2 separate regions of the Mus musculus genome follow, and region 2 is linked to region 1. The links are chromatin contacts, called in public HiChIP or PLAC-seq maps. All regions are on one chromosome and are shown on one strand. Each heading gives the region's core, a stretch centred on a gene start, on an enhancer-like site or on the middle of the called end of the contact. The rest is flanking DNA. Distances are from core to core; before and after follow the strand shown.

The links. HiChIP or PLAC-seq counts read pairs in DNA pulled down with a chosen protein or histone mark.
Region 2: a contact with region 1 is called in an H3K4me3 HiChIP or PLAC-seq map of the SCID.adh cell line, with 15 read pairs. The contact joins the enhancer-like site here to the promoter of Kdelr2 in region 1. A contact is called at or near these places in 3 of 39 promoter capture datasets (embryonic stem cells, liver and stem cell-derived epiblast-like cells), 1 of 15 datasets of contacts at CTCF or cohesin (the NIH/3T3 cell line), 3 of 115 datasets of contacts at active chromatin or transcription factors (the SCID.adh cell line and embryonic stem cells) and 3 of 9 other capture datasets (adipose tissue, liver and pancreatic islet).

Annotation. Positions count from the first base shown.
Region 1 is chr5:143,400,262-143,408,047 of GRCm38.p6, reverse strand. Kdelr2 (KDEL (Lys-Asp-Glu-Leu) endoplasmic reticulum protein retention receptor 2) reads right to left here and starts at 4,228. Exons shown (of 5, transcript NM_025841.4): 1 at 3,996-4,228. The coding sequence starts at 4,086. It overlaps Gm20635 (a long non-coding RNA gene), which reads left to right and starts at 4,306. Exons shown (of 3, transcript XR_868670.2): 1 at 4,306-4,439.
Region 2 is chr5:143,481,708-143,488,393 of GRCm38.p6, reverse strand. Daglb (diacylglycerol lipase, beta) reads right to left here. Exons shown (of 15, transcript NM_144915.3): 6 at 6,637-6,686; 7 at 4,042-4,168; 8 at 1,163-1,246. Among named protein-coding and RNA genes, the nearest start is that of Daglb, 21 kb to the right of the region's middle. Within about 2 kb of position 3,238, at least 12 of the 459 cell types and tissues checked have an H3K27ac peak or open chromatin away from gene starts, as enhancers often do. A contact at or near this core is called in the SCID.adh cell line, where this site is marked.

The DNA of each region.
Region 1 (7,786 bases), core at 2,979-5,478:
CTTCTTGTTGGGAAGTCAAAGGAGTTGTCCTTGGGTCCCTCCCTCCACTTCACACAAGTCACTGTCCTCATAGCTTGACAGCCATGTCTGTCCTTCACACATGATTTACCCCCTCACCTGACCTGTATCTTTCTTTGTGCAACACAAAGGCTCAAACCCAGGCCTCGCACGTTCTAGACAAGTGTTCTCCCACTGCAGCTTCTTTCGTACTCTCCAGAGTCTTCCAAAGATGGCTCTGAGCTTCTAGTCCTCTGTGTCCACTTGCAGAATGCTGGGATTGCAGCACTCATAGCCACACTCCTTAACACCCAAGGATGGCAGCAAGGCTTGCTGCCATCTGCAGCTGAGTGCTCTCAGGGCTGGGCACACAGAGAGGGTGGTCAGGCCGTGCATGGCAATGATTATTAAGAGATTAACTAGCCCTCAAAGGATCAGAGAAAACAGCTCCAGGAGGAGTCTAGGAATGTGATGCAAAAGCTTCAAGTACCGAGGAAGACAACAACAACAACAACAACAAGTGTTAGCACTGGGAGTAGAGAGCTACGGAAGAGCTTGACCAGTATGCACCATGTCACGAGGTCCTAGGTTCAAGCCTCAATACCAGAGAAGAAAAAAGAAGGAGAGAAAGAAAGGCAAGTTTTCTATTTGCTTCAAATATAAAAACCATACAGTTTGACAGGCTGTCAAGTTTGATAGGTTGACAGGTTTACAACCACCATAACAGCTAGGAGGGAAAGAGTAAATAAAGGAGGAGGCTGGAGGTCACTCATTGCAGGACTCACTAGTCACGTAAACTCAGGGCAAGCCCTGACAATGACTATCAGCCTATAGGAAGTTAGAAAAAGCACTTCACCTAAAAACAAAGCTTTGGGATATGGATTTGGCTCAACCGGTATTTGCTTGACTTCAGTGAGACCCTGGGTTCAAACTCCAGCGCCATAAATAAGTAAATATTATAGCTGATTGTTTCAAGGGATTAGGGCAAAAAAAAAAAAAAAAAAAAAAAAAACAAACCACACCCTAAAAGAGACAACTTGACCATCAAGCTGCCTGGCAGGTCAGTAACACAAGACATTGTCACTGATGTCCCCCTCTACAGTGACACCAGACACAACACAAAGTTTACATTCAAGCACAATCAGCTCACAACAGGTCCTTAAAGCCTGGCATGGAGAAGCACACATGTAAACCTAGCTCTCAGGAGGCTGACGCAGGAGGATTCCAGCTTGAGCAACACTGAGTACTCAAAAATGTAACGTCCAGCTTCCTGAGCAGCCTGCCCCGTCTTCCCCTTAGGGAAAGGCCCTGTGGTTTAGGTTCTAAGCTGGTGCTGAAACCCTAAAAGGAGCTCCGCTTTTCCAACTGAAAACGCCGGCCTGGACACCGCGGCTCAGGTTGGCTCAGGTTCCGGATACTTGAGAAACTCTGATCAAGTTCTTCCTCTTTCCAAAGCCTCTACAGAACTTTTAAACTTAGCATGGAAAACAGAGCATCTAACACAAGCCAGCATTTAACTCAAAATAAATGGCCTTGGTGAATTTCATTTTTGAAAGGTCAGAAAAATTGTATATAGCAGAATAAAGAAGATCTTAAGTCCAAGAGTGAGTGCGGGCGGCTTACTAATATCCAGGGCATCCTTGGGAATCACAAACTGAACTCACCCATTTACCTTCCATTCTTGGCACATCAGCTAAATACTGTGTTTTCCTCAATGCTCTAATCTCCCATGGAAACAATGAATATTAAGTAGCAACCTGCTTCCTTTTTCCTGGTTACTCAACGTTCCCTTAAGAATTCTAAGTTTGTGGGGCTGGAGAGACAGCTCAGCAGTTAAGAGCACCTGCTGCTCTTGTAGACTATCTGGGTTCACTTTCCAGCAATAACATGGTGGCTTATAACTGCCTGTAACTTCAGTTCCAGAAGATCTCACGCCCCTCTTCTGGAATCCAAGGGCTTCTGCACACTTGTAGTAAACTCACACAGGCACGCAAAAAATTAATAATTAAAAAAAAACCCTGTTTCTTGGGGCTGGAGAGAGGGTTCAGCCACTAAGGGTACTGCTCTTGCAAAGGACCTGAGTTCAGTTTCAGCACACTAGGCAACTCATAACTGTCTGTGACTCCAGATCCAGGGGAGTATGATGTCTTTTTCTGGTCTCCACAGGAACCAGCACTCACACAATTAAAAATAAAATATATCTTGACTTGGCAGAAGAACATAAGAAAGAAGACAAAGAGACTTAGAGGTTTAGAAAGACAGCTAAAGACTAAAAGTAGCACCCAAATCCAACAGCAAACGTGACAGAACCACTGGCATCAAATGTGCAAACTCAAACTGCTCAGGCCGAAACAAAGGTTAATTGGAAATTCCAAATTCATTACTGCTTATGCGTCAATCCTGGCTTCATCGAAAGCCTGCTAACCTGCCTAAGACTCGGTTCCCTCATCCAGTCCGGGGACCGTTGACATGGTTATTTTAAGTACTGCCTGAGAGGAGCGCTATAACACTCAGCTGACTACTTAATGCACACCTATCGCAACTGAAGCAATTAATTGACTGTCATTCTGAATCCCACACTGGGCTCCCAGTTCACCTCCCAGTCAGATCCCCTGGTTCAGTACAAGGACTTTGTGACGTCCACTTCGATCGGGCAAAGGTCTTTTGGGTTGTGCTTACTTCCTGGATCTCAACTATGTTCCAGGGAGAGATGAGACCTTCAGAGAGCAGAGTCAAAGGGGCGGTGCTACTTTAGATGAGGTGTTATTAATAAACCAGATAGGTGGCGTCTCCATCACCCAGGGCCTTTAGGACTTCTATTTTCTGCTGTCTCTGAAAAAAATTAAATTTGAGTTTACAAAGTTATTTCATTTGGGGACATAGCATTAAGGACAGTATTTTAAGAATATATTTATTTAATCAATCAATTAATTAATGGGTTTTTGGGGAGCAGGGGGTGTTTTTGGAGACAGGACCAGCATGTAGTCCATTCTCATTTTGAATTCCTGAACCTCAGGTTACCACCTCTCGAGTGCTGGGATTACAGGCAAGCACCATCACACTCACCAAGAACTTATCTAAAACTTGTAAGATTCCTAATATTTAACGAAAGGCAGAAGTCCACAGCTATTATGTGAGGAAAGTTCACTCTACTGCCTCTCTGCAATGTAGTTTGAGGGAGGTACAGCGCCAACTCAATGGTGACGTGGAGCAAGGATACTAGCCGAGAACAGAGGCCTCTGTGGTACCCAGCGCTGGCAGTTTAAGAGAACCAGTTATTAGACGGCCACACTCAAGGATGAAAAACTAGCTTGCTTCTCAGAGTAACATGAAAACTATGCCAAGCAACTCACTTAAAAGATCCACATCTCTTTTTATGACGCATGAGATCCCGAACCCCAAGGCTTGAGTTGTAGCCTCATCAACTGTAAGCACAGGCCAGACCTGACACCATCCTGCCCCCACATCCCATCCTCTGCTTGTCCTTGAAGATAACAGAATGAATAGCAGGATGCCCCTCTTCCTCCAGCCAGCCCCACCTTCGCGGGTGGCCTGGCTGCCACGTCAGGCCCAGCTAGTCTGTGGTCCTATCCATCCTCCTCGAGCAAGTCTCCCATTGATTCCTGGGGACTCAGAGGCGCCCCCCAAAAGTCCCATGGAGAGGGACACGCCCACTAGAGCCCCACAGATCCCGTGCTAAACTTTTCAGATGCAGCAGGACGCGGGGGCAGTTACGCCAGCGCTCGCTGAGCCAGGACGGATCAAGTTCGCGAGCGGACCAAGCGCAGAACTGGGGGGCCCAGAGCTGCGACGGACACCCCAGCCCGTGTGCACACTCGGAGGGGTTTCGTTGCCCGCCGAGCAGGCCGAGATGGGTGTGTCTGGCCATCGCAAGCCCGGCACAAAGCCTCCGGAACGACCGAGAGCCGAATGGGTCGGTCGAATGGGCCAAACGCGCGCGCTCCTGCCCCGCGCGCCTCGCCCCGGCGGCCGCTCACCAGCACAGGAGCGCGTCTTCCAGATCTTCAGCAGTAGGATGACGATGGCCGCCAGGTGGGACAGGTCCCCAGTCAGCCGGAAGATGTTCATGGCGGCGGCGGTCGGCGCGGCACAGCGGCACCGGAGCTAGGCAGCGACTCGGGACGCGGCGACAGCAGCCCCGGAGAGAGGAAGCGGCGAAAGATGGCGGGAGCGGGCGCGACGTGGCCAGGGACGTGGCCGAACTGCCGTCGCGCGCGCGGGGCAGCCTGGGAGAGCGGGCGACCGCTGGGGCCACGCCCCCGCCACGCCCCTTAAAGGCCCAGCGTCGGTGAGCAGCCGGACTTTACATCCCGCGTGGACGGTCAACTGAGGACCCAGAGTCCTCCGCAATTTCCGTCTCCAGGGTTTCCGCCTAGGTGCCAGCGATTTCCTTCTCTAAGTTTTTGAAATGCCACTCAGTTGTGAGTATTGTCTTGTTTTTTTTTCCATTCCCTACTAAGATAGCAGAAATACCTATCTCAGAGGCATTGCGAGGGTAGAAAGCAAGATTAAAATTTCTGTGATTAAGAACTCCAGCTTCTCTTGTATAGGACCGAAGTTCGATGCCCAGCTCCTAACCTCGGGGAGCTTACATCACCTTTAACACCAACTCCAGGGAATTCATTGCTTCTGGCCTTTGAGAGCACCTGCACGCCCATGCACACACCCACACACAAACTAACACACACATTTTAAATAATAATAAAAATAAGTCATAAGAAATCTGTCAAAATCTATTAATTTTTATTTAAAATTACATTAAAATTTTGTATTAGGGATGGAGAGCTGGCCCAGTGGATAAGAGCAATTGCTGTTCTTCTAATAGACCTGATTTCGAGTCCCAGCACCCACAACTGCAGACTCACAACAGCCTGGAACTCCAGTTCTATCTGACACCTCTCACCTCTGAGGGTGCCTTCATGTGTGTGCGCGCGCACACACACACACACACACACACACACCCCTGAAACAATAAAAATAAAAATAAAAATTTATTTGTGGACTGTGTGGGCACATCCAGTCAGGCCCAGTTCTCTCCTTCCATCTTGTTGGTTCCTGGGACTAGGCTCAAATCTCCAGGCTTGGTGACAAGCCCCTTTAGCCGCTGAGCAACCCCACCACTTCTTTTTCTTTCCTCTCCCTCCTCTTCCTCTTCTTTCTTTTTGCTTTTATATGTCTGTTCACACGTGTGTGTGCACATGTGTAGGCTGTGAGGCCAGCTATTTCTAGGACCTTCTAGATCCTGTTACACCTTATATATTGAAGCAAGGCATCACACTTGAACCCAGAGCTTGCTGATTTGGCTAGTCTAGCAGGCCAGCTTGCCGAAGGGATCCCCTGTCTCTATCTCCCAGGCTTCAACACAGCCTAGCATTTATGTGGGTGCTGGAGATCTGGGCTGTGTTTCTCGCAGACATGTGTCAGCAATCTTTCTGGATTTACAGTGTTTCTTGTTTGCCATTTAAGAAGAAACTTGGAGGCTTAAATGATGGAGCAGGGTGGGAAGATGGGGCTGAAGCACTAACCCATGCGTCATGGGTTACCTTGGAGATGGCTCAGTTAATAAAGCAGTCACTAGCCATACATGAGGTCTGGAGTTCAATCCCCAGCCCCCGATTAGCCAGCTCCTTACTATTAATGTTAACGACTTAATTTTTAAGTTATTAAATAAATAACTTAAATTAGCAAAGATGTTGGGGCTGGGGCCTTCATGTGCAGCCCTGGCTGCCTGAGCGAGAGAACTATCTGACAGACAGACAGACAGGCTCTACTTACACTAGCACCAGAAGTCCACAGAGAGCTTAAGAAAGCCACATAATGCTGGGCGGTTGTAGCACATGTCTTTAATTCCTGCATTCAGAAGGCAGAGTCAGGTGGATCTCTGAGTTCAAGGCCAGCCTGTTTTATAGACTTGAGTTCTAGTACAGCCAGGGCTACATAGAGAAACCCTATCTCAAAGGGCTGGGGAGATGGGGTGGGGAGATGGCTATTGGACATGTGTGTGTGTGTGTGTGTGTGTGTGTGTGTGTGTGTTTATTCTTGTATTCTCTCCTCCCGTGATGTGGGCCCTGGCTCATTACACTTGGCAACAAGTACCCTTACTCCATTGAGCCATCTTGCTGACCCATGATGGCTGTTAATTGTTCCTATGCCTGATGGTGCAGCCTCAGCAAAAATTGTTTCAAAAGGTGCTGGACCTCTGGTTATCACTTGTTTATGTGACCTCTGGATGACCCTGCAGTTCTTTCCACTAAGGCCTGAGGTACTTGTCTAGTAGCCTACCAAAGCAACCGCTGGTAGAGCAAATGAGGCAGTGCTATGATTGGTGCAAATATTAGCAACATTTGCATGTCAGGTCTGCTGTGATTGGTGGAAATTCCCCCTCCCTGGCAATTTAAGCCGATGGTTGGGTTTATTAAGTGAAACATGGTTCCAGGGCTGGTCTTTGATTTTCTTTTTAAGATTTATTTATATTTTACATGAATGAATGTTTGCCTCGATGTGTTTAAGTGCACACTATGTGTATGCTATGCCCACAGAAGCCAAGAAGCAGGCATTCTGCAGCAGATGCAGCCTGCACATGGGACATGATTTAGCAGAGCTTTGCTTTGGCTACACTGTACCAAGCTGGTGTGTAGAAAAGAGCTGGTCTTTCATTCCTTCTCTTCCCCTTCCCTCCCTTCCTTTTGTTTTGTTTTTGAGACACGTTCTCATTGTGTACCCTTGGCTGGCCTTGAACTTACAGAGTTCAAAGAGATTCACTTGCCTCTGCCTTCTAGGCATACTGGGCTGCCTCCTCCTCCTCCTCTTTCTCCTCATTCTTCTTTGACAAGAAAAAAATTGAGCCGGGCAGTGTTGGCACATGCCTTTAATCCCAGCACTTGGGAGGCAGAGGCAGGCGGATTTCTGAGTTCGAGGCTAGCCTGGTCTACAGAGTGAGTTCCAGGATAGCCAGGGCTACACAGAGAAACCCTGTCTCAAAAAAAAAAAAAAAAATTGAGACAGATTGTCATGTCACCCAGGCTGGCATCAAACTTAGTATGATTTGACTGTTGGGATCCTAGGTATGCTCCCCCACATGGGGCTTATGTGGTCTGGGCGTGGAGGCCAGGGCTTTGGGAATCCTGATTAACACTCTGCCAGTGGAGCTGCATTGCCGGCCCCTGGTTGCTTCCTTGAGCAACTTGGTAGCCCTTGCTTTCCTGCTACTTTCGTTTGGCCGGAAACAGCTGTGACAAGCAGGAAATAAACCGATGACAAGGTCCGCACTAAGTAGACACCTGGTAGCCGAACCTTGGGCATGTGCAGGTTTACCAAAGGAGGGTAAACAGCTGCCCGGCGTAAAGGTCGAGGTAGATAAGGAGAACAGGTTCTCGTGGCCTCCTATGTGGGAAACTGGTAGACCTGGGGAACTGGCGGCAGAGAAGCCAGCCTGTGCCTTGCCCCGGTGAGTGGAGGACACAGGTAACAGGAGGAGACATCACCTCAGGAAAGTCTGGCCCTGAGGGAGGGGAGAGGGTATCAAGCCACTAGGATCTAAAACTGCTCTTAGAGACAACAGAGCGCCATGGCAGAACGAGCCAGGAGATGATGGTCTACAGTCAGGGGTGGACCACGAGCCCTGGAGCCTGGGAAGGCAGGCGCATGGTGCAAGTGAAGAGTTGGCTTGCAGGCAGCAAAGTGGCTCAGCAGGGAAAGGTGCTTGCCACCAAGCCTGAGTTCAAGCCCAAAGACCTACACATGAAGATGGGAGGAAACTGGCTCCAGC
Region 2 (6,686 bases), core at 1,989-4,488, 81 kb before region 1:
GGTGCTGGGAAGTGTACTCAGATCTCACCTAGGGCTGAGCCAAGGCCTGCTTTATATTGATACAGGGCCTAAGTTGCTTAGGCTAGCCCTGAACTTAAAACTTGTTTCAGCCTTCACAGTATCTGTGATTACAGGCCCATCCTGCCTGCTCGGCAGTAACACTGGTCCCTTCCGGGTAAGCAAAGGACCAGGAAGTGAGAGGAAAGGGTGGCAGAGAAGCCACCAGAAAGCAGATGCAGAAGACGGAAGGAGCTGAACAAAAAGAGGAGGTGGAGGGGACTGGGAGACAAGGGGCTCAAGGCAGCATATGGGGACCGGAGGAAGGGACGGCCTGCAGAGAACCCCAAAACAAACTTGACAGTCTGACTTTTTAATCTGTATGTCTTGTGCATGTGCATATTTGTGTGTACAAAGCACGTGTGTCATGGAACAGGTATGGTGCTTGGATCAGAAAACCACGCAGATGCCATCTTTCATCTCCCAGGGTCTCCTGCTGGCCAGTTTACGCACCAGGCACTGTGGCCCTTGGCATTCCAGACAGACTCCTGTTTCATCTCCCATTTTGCTGTAGACAGCTGAGATGACACACACAGAGGCCTCCGGATTGTATGTGGGTTCTGGGGGTCGTATACAGGTCCTTCCCCTTTACCACTGAGTCGTCTCCCCAGCTGGCCCTGCCTCCTTTTTAAAATTCTGTCTATGTAGCCCAAGCAGGACTCAAACTTGCAATCCTCCTGCTTCAGCTTCCAGAGTGGTGGGGTTACAGGAGTGTACCACCATACATGGCTCTGTGTCTTCTGATACAAGACTGGTCTTGCCGTTCCATCTGGCTTTGGGTGCAGAAATTAGAGTGGCTCCCTAGGCTTGGGGCTCATCTAGGCATCTCTAAGGGTCGGCAGGAGGCAAACCAAGTAGGTATCCCTTGAGCCTGTCTTGGGACGTGCTGGCATCTCTGCTGCCAACAGCTGATGGCTGAGTGGGAGTATGTTTCCCACTATGTTTCCAGTCAGAGTTTCACAACCCACACTTCCCTTGGTTCCCTCGCAGGCAGTGGCTTTCTGTTCCTAACGGAAGCTTTCCGTAGCTCTGAGCACCTCACTTGTGCCTACGTCCCCGCTCCCACCCTGTCCAGGTCTGAATCTGTCAAGCACACCAGCATTACCTGGAGAGACATGGTCCCTCTCACGGCGACCACAACAGACTCCTTCCTGTGGTCCAGAACCACTATGAAGGGCAGCTCATACACCTGGAAGACAAGAAACCAGCACAAGGCGGGACTCACAGCAGCACAGCAACACCAACTACAGAGAAACCTGGTTTTCTCTGATGCCAGTGACCGGCTCTGGCGTCCATGTGGTGGGTAAACTGAGGCAGGCAGCCGTTAGGGGTCAGAGCTTAGAGCTGCTGATAGGGGTGGATCCAGACACCTACAGGGGCTGCTGCCAAAGGCAGCCAGTGGTTAGAGAAGTTACTCAGCAGACTTTCCTCTGAGGGAACAAAGCTGGCGCTCCCTGTGGTCAGCAGGAACTATGAACTCTTTAATCCTTTGGGGCCAGCGAGAAAGAGTAGGAATGAGAAAATTCTCTCTTTCTTTCTCTCTCTCTCTCAATGGACAAAACAAAACAGCAGAGTCCAACAACTTTATACATACAAATACGCATGTGCATGCATGTGTTTATACACACATATATGCATACATACATATATATAGACCTATACACAAGCATATACACATATAAAGCATATATACATATAAAGCATATACACATATATTTATACTCACACATATTTATATTCACATATAAAATGGTAGAGCAAAGCTCCAGAAGGTGGGCTCCAAGCATTTTACTTACACACACACACACACACACACACACACACACACACAAAATTGGTGGATGGAGCAAGCTCCAATACACACCAGACAAGCTTTATATACATACACATAGGTGATGGATGGACACCAACAGTTTTCCAGCCCTTATTCACACAAACCTTACACACACACACACACACACACACACACACACACACACACTCTTTCTCTCTCTTACACACATACACACACACACACTCTCTCTCTTACACACATACACACACACACTCTCTCTCTCTTACACACATACACACACACAAACTCTCTCTCTCTTACACACACACACACACACACACACACACACACACACACTCTCTCTCTCTTACACACACACACACACAGAGTTGATGGACAGAAGCAAGGATATTCCAACCTTCCACTCACAAACTCTAAATCCTCAGAATGCTTATCTACTCATCAGTCAATCTTAATAAATCCTATCAGGAAGATGAGGGCAAAATGGGTACAAGAAATCAGTCCTCACCAGTCCAGACTCAGTGAGTCCTGTCAGCCAGGGCTGCCATTGTTCTAGTTCCCTGACCTTAAAAGGTCCCTAGTTTAGCTAATAAGAGTGTGCCTCTCTGAACTATAAATTACTTCCTAAGGTTTTCTCCATCAGAGCCAGTAGTAAAAACATCTCAACCTAGCTTCACTAACAATTTAATTTTTCCAAATGTTCTCATGGCTGACAATCTGCATCTCTAAGTTCTGGTGACAGGATCATTAATGTGCCCCAGCAGCAGTGCCTGAGAGAGATCAAGCATAGCATTGTATGCGTCCACGATACTGTCCCCTGAGGGACTGGAAACCCCTTAGAGTTTTAATAGAATTCTTAGACTAAGAGGGATGTGAGGGCAGCAGGCAGAGCAGAACCCCATAACAGCACGAAGCCCTCAGAACTTCATGGACACATGGTCCTCGGAACCGTGCCACGCCGAGGCTCACTCACGTGGCGGTGGTAAGCTGTGGGCTGCATCCACGATCTAAAGCCATCTGCCGTTCCTCTGCATGGCCCTCGGCACTCTGACTGGGTCTCTCTCTATCCTCCTGCCTCAGCCTCTCAAAGGTTGGGATTATGAGCACACACCACCATACTTGGCAATTTCAGAAGTTATGTGTGGAGGCTGTGTGTGTGCATGTGCGTGTCAATGCATGTGTGAAGCAACTGGAAGACAACTTGAGGGAGCTCATTCTCCTTCTACTGTATAGATGCCAGGAACTGAACGTGGCTTCTCAGGCCTGGAGGCAGATGCCTTTACCCACTGAGCCACCTCGCCAGCCCAACTATAGAACTCTTCCTAAAAGTTCTGCCAAAACACTCTGTGAACCACAGAGTCTGAAAACAGTTGCACGCCACCAGTAGCGGTTACAGAGGTTAACCACACAAAAGAGGTTAGAGAGCAACTAAGTAATGCTAACCACAGACTTTCAAGCGGGTAGGCAAGCTTTCTGTGTGTGTGTGTGTGTGTGTGTATGTGTGTGTGTGTGTGTGTGTGTGTGTATAAAAGTAAAAAGGCTGGGAATTAGCAAGATGGTTCAGTAAGTTATGACACTCACCAACAAGCCTGATAATCTGAGTTCAATCCGCAGGACCTGTATGCACACATGCAAGAGTGCACACGCGTGTGCACACACACACACACACACACACACACACACACACACACACACACACACCACTAATAAAGATGTTTGGTTTGGTTTGGTTTGGTTTGGTTTGGTTTGGTTTTTTGAGACCGGGTTTCTCTGTGTAGCCCTGGCTGTCCTGGAACTCACTCTGTAGACCAGGCTGGCCTCGAACTCAGAAATCCACCTGCCTCTGCCTCCCGAGTGCTGGGATTAGAGGCGTGCGCCACCACTGCTTGGCCTATAAAGATGTTTTTTTTAATAAGAGCTAGGAATATAGCTCACTAGTAGAGTGCTTATCTAGCTTGTGAAAGGTCCTAGTTGAAGTCCCAACAACAGACATACACACACACTGACACTGACATACATGCATAAACACACACAAACACACACACACAGACATACACACTTACCTACATATACAGAGACACACACACACACAAACACACCGACACAGACATACACAAACACACACTCCCACCACCAGACCCCACAGGAGTCCAGGACCCACATCTAGAGCACCCTGCTTGAGACAATACCTTGTCGTGAAAGCTTATGTGAATGAAATCCCTGTACTGCAGCCCTGTGGTCTTCAGGATGGAGGCGAAGTGGCAGTTGTGCTGGTCACCTTCCACTGCATCGTACTCTATGTCTCTGGCTCTGCAACTACAGGGAACGGAAAGAGGTGATTGTGGTACCCGTGCCTTCCACCGTACACGGTGACCCCGTGGATTTATCTAGAGAACTCGGGAGGGGAGGGCTGGATACTTCTCAGACATTCTAGCAGATCCATGGGGCTTGCACATGGGACAAATGCTTTTTCAGTGAGTTACTACATTCTAGATATTCATTCATTCATTCATTCATTCATTCATTCATCACGTGTCTATATGTGTCTGTGCGCACATTTGCATGTGCACTCACACATATATGGACATGGGATATCCTACTCTGACATTCTTTCTGCCTTAACTCCTCTGAGACAGGGTGTCTTGCTGAACCTTCACACGTGCTCTGGCATGCACGCACCCACATACATCATATGCATACATTAATAATAAAGAAAAATTTAAAAATTTCCAGTAGAAATGTAGGAAGAAGGCCCATACGGTGGCACGTGCCTGTAACCCTAGCCCTTGGGAGGTGGAGGCAGGATGATCAGGACTTTGAGGCGATCCCTGGCTACAGGAGGCCCCGTCTCAAAACTACCAAAACTCAAGTAACCAGGGAAGTGCTCAGAAAGTGACAGGGACCACCCAGCACAGTTAGGTCGGTGTAGCCGTGTGTGCATGTGTGTGTGTGTGTGTGTGTGTGTGTGTGTGTGTAACCCTGCACCGTGAGGTTAGGGGTGGAGACAGGAGGAAGCTGGGGCTGCTGGCCAAAAGCTTAGCTCCAGGTAGAATGAGAAAGAGACCCTATCCCAAGAGAATAAAGGGGAGAGAAGAACAGCAGGACAAGGGGTGTCCTCCCCTGGACTCCAAGCACGTGCGCACGCGCACACACACACACACACACACACTCGGACACACTCCAGTCTCATCTATTACACACATGCATATTACTGGGTCAACAGGAAGAACTCAAACACGAGTTACCAGTTAACAATCAAAGATAAAGTTCCTGATTTTTATAATTTTACTGCAGTGAATATTGTGAGGACATCAGGCAAGATGTTAACAGATAAAGAAACCTGAGCTGGCAAGACGGCTCAGCAGGAAAGACACTTGTCACCAAACCTGGTGATCTGAGTTTGATTCCCAGGACCCCTTCGGTGTGTGAGTCCCTCTTACCTTCAGAGAGTGAACATTTTCCAGACCTTGTAAGCAAGTTCATAATATATCCTGAGATCATGTAAAACAGGTCCTCAACCTGCTGTCCTACTGTGTACTCAGCCTGGTTAAGTTTAACCCGCCCTTAAAAGAACAACGTAACTGACCTTAATCTGCTGTGTTCTTCCCACGTAATCACCTTCTAACCTACGTTAAATGCACAGCTCCACTCTTTTCTTTAGTTTGGTTTTTTGAGACAAGGTTAGAACTCGCTCTATAGACCAGGTTGGCCTCAAACTCACAGAGATCTGTACGCCTCTGCCTCCCAAGTGCTGGGATTAATGGTGTGCATCACCACTTCCTGGCCTGCACAGTTCCACTCTTGGACTATCTACTCTTCCATAGCCTGATCCAGAATAACATTGTGTGTGTGTGTGTGTGTGTGTACGCCTGGGTGTGCGCTGTGGTAATTTGCTGAAGCAGCCATGACTATGACATGAATGGTGGAAACAATATAGCGACACAGGTTGATGACATCTGTGTGCGGTTTTGAGTGCTGTTCTAGGTCAGTAAAGTAACTCCCTTGTCAAACTCAGCTAAAGATCTCTGTAGAAGAACCCCCCCCCCATTCCCTCCCCCTCCCATGTTTTCCTCACTTGTCAATAACTGAAGCAAAGCTCTTTGTTAGGGACAGACAGCAACACAGACAACAGACAAAGAGCAGACGCACAACAGACAGGCCTCAGACTACAAGCTGCAGACATACAGAAGACATGGAGGGAAGCCGTCAATCACATTTGGGCTAGCCTTGGCTCACTAAGAAAGGGAAGTCTTTCTTTTCATTCTTTGTGTGGCATCAATGTAACAATGTCAGAAAGAGAAGGAGTCTTGTATCTTCCACATCCTCACTGCACATATACATCAAACAAACAAACAAACAAATAGAAAAATGTAACTAATTACAAGTAGCTTTTTTTAAAAGTTCCAAGTGCCAGTGTCTACTTATAATCCCAGCACTTGCGAGGCAGAAGAAGTCATCTTGGTGAGTTCAAGGCCAGCCTGGTCTTCATACCAAGTTTCTCTCAAGCCAGGCAGGGACTATATAAAACCTTTATCTAAAAAAAAAAAAAAAAAAAAAAAAAAAATTTGTGCCACCACTGCCCTGCCAAAATTTTTGTTTTTTAAAAGAGATAAAGTGTGACATCTAGAGAACTCAGGACATAGTGAGTCACAGGTCTAGACAGTTCTAGATAGAGAACTTTTTTTTTTTTTTGTTCTAGTCTTGTATGCTTTTGAAATGTAGGTTTTTTGTTTTTAAAAAAAGAGGGGAAAAAAATCTGAAAGGATCAGGCTACGCTAACTTACCAGTCGCCACCAATCCTGCACAGCCCCGTGAACGGGTTCCTGTAGATGTA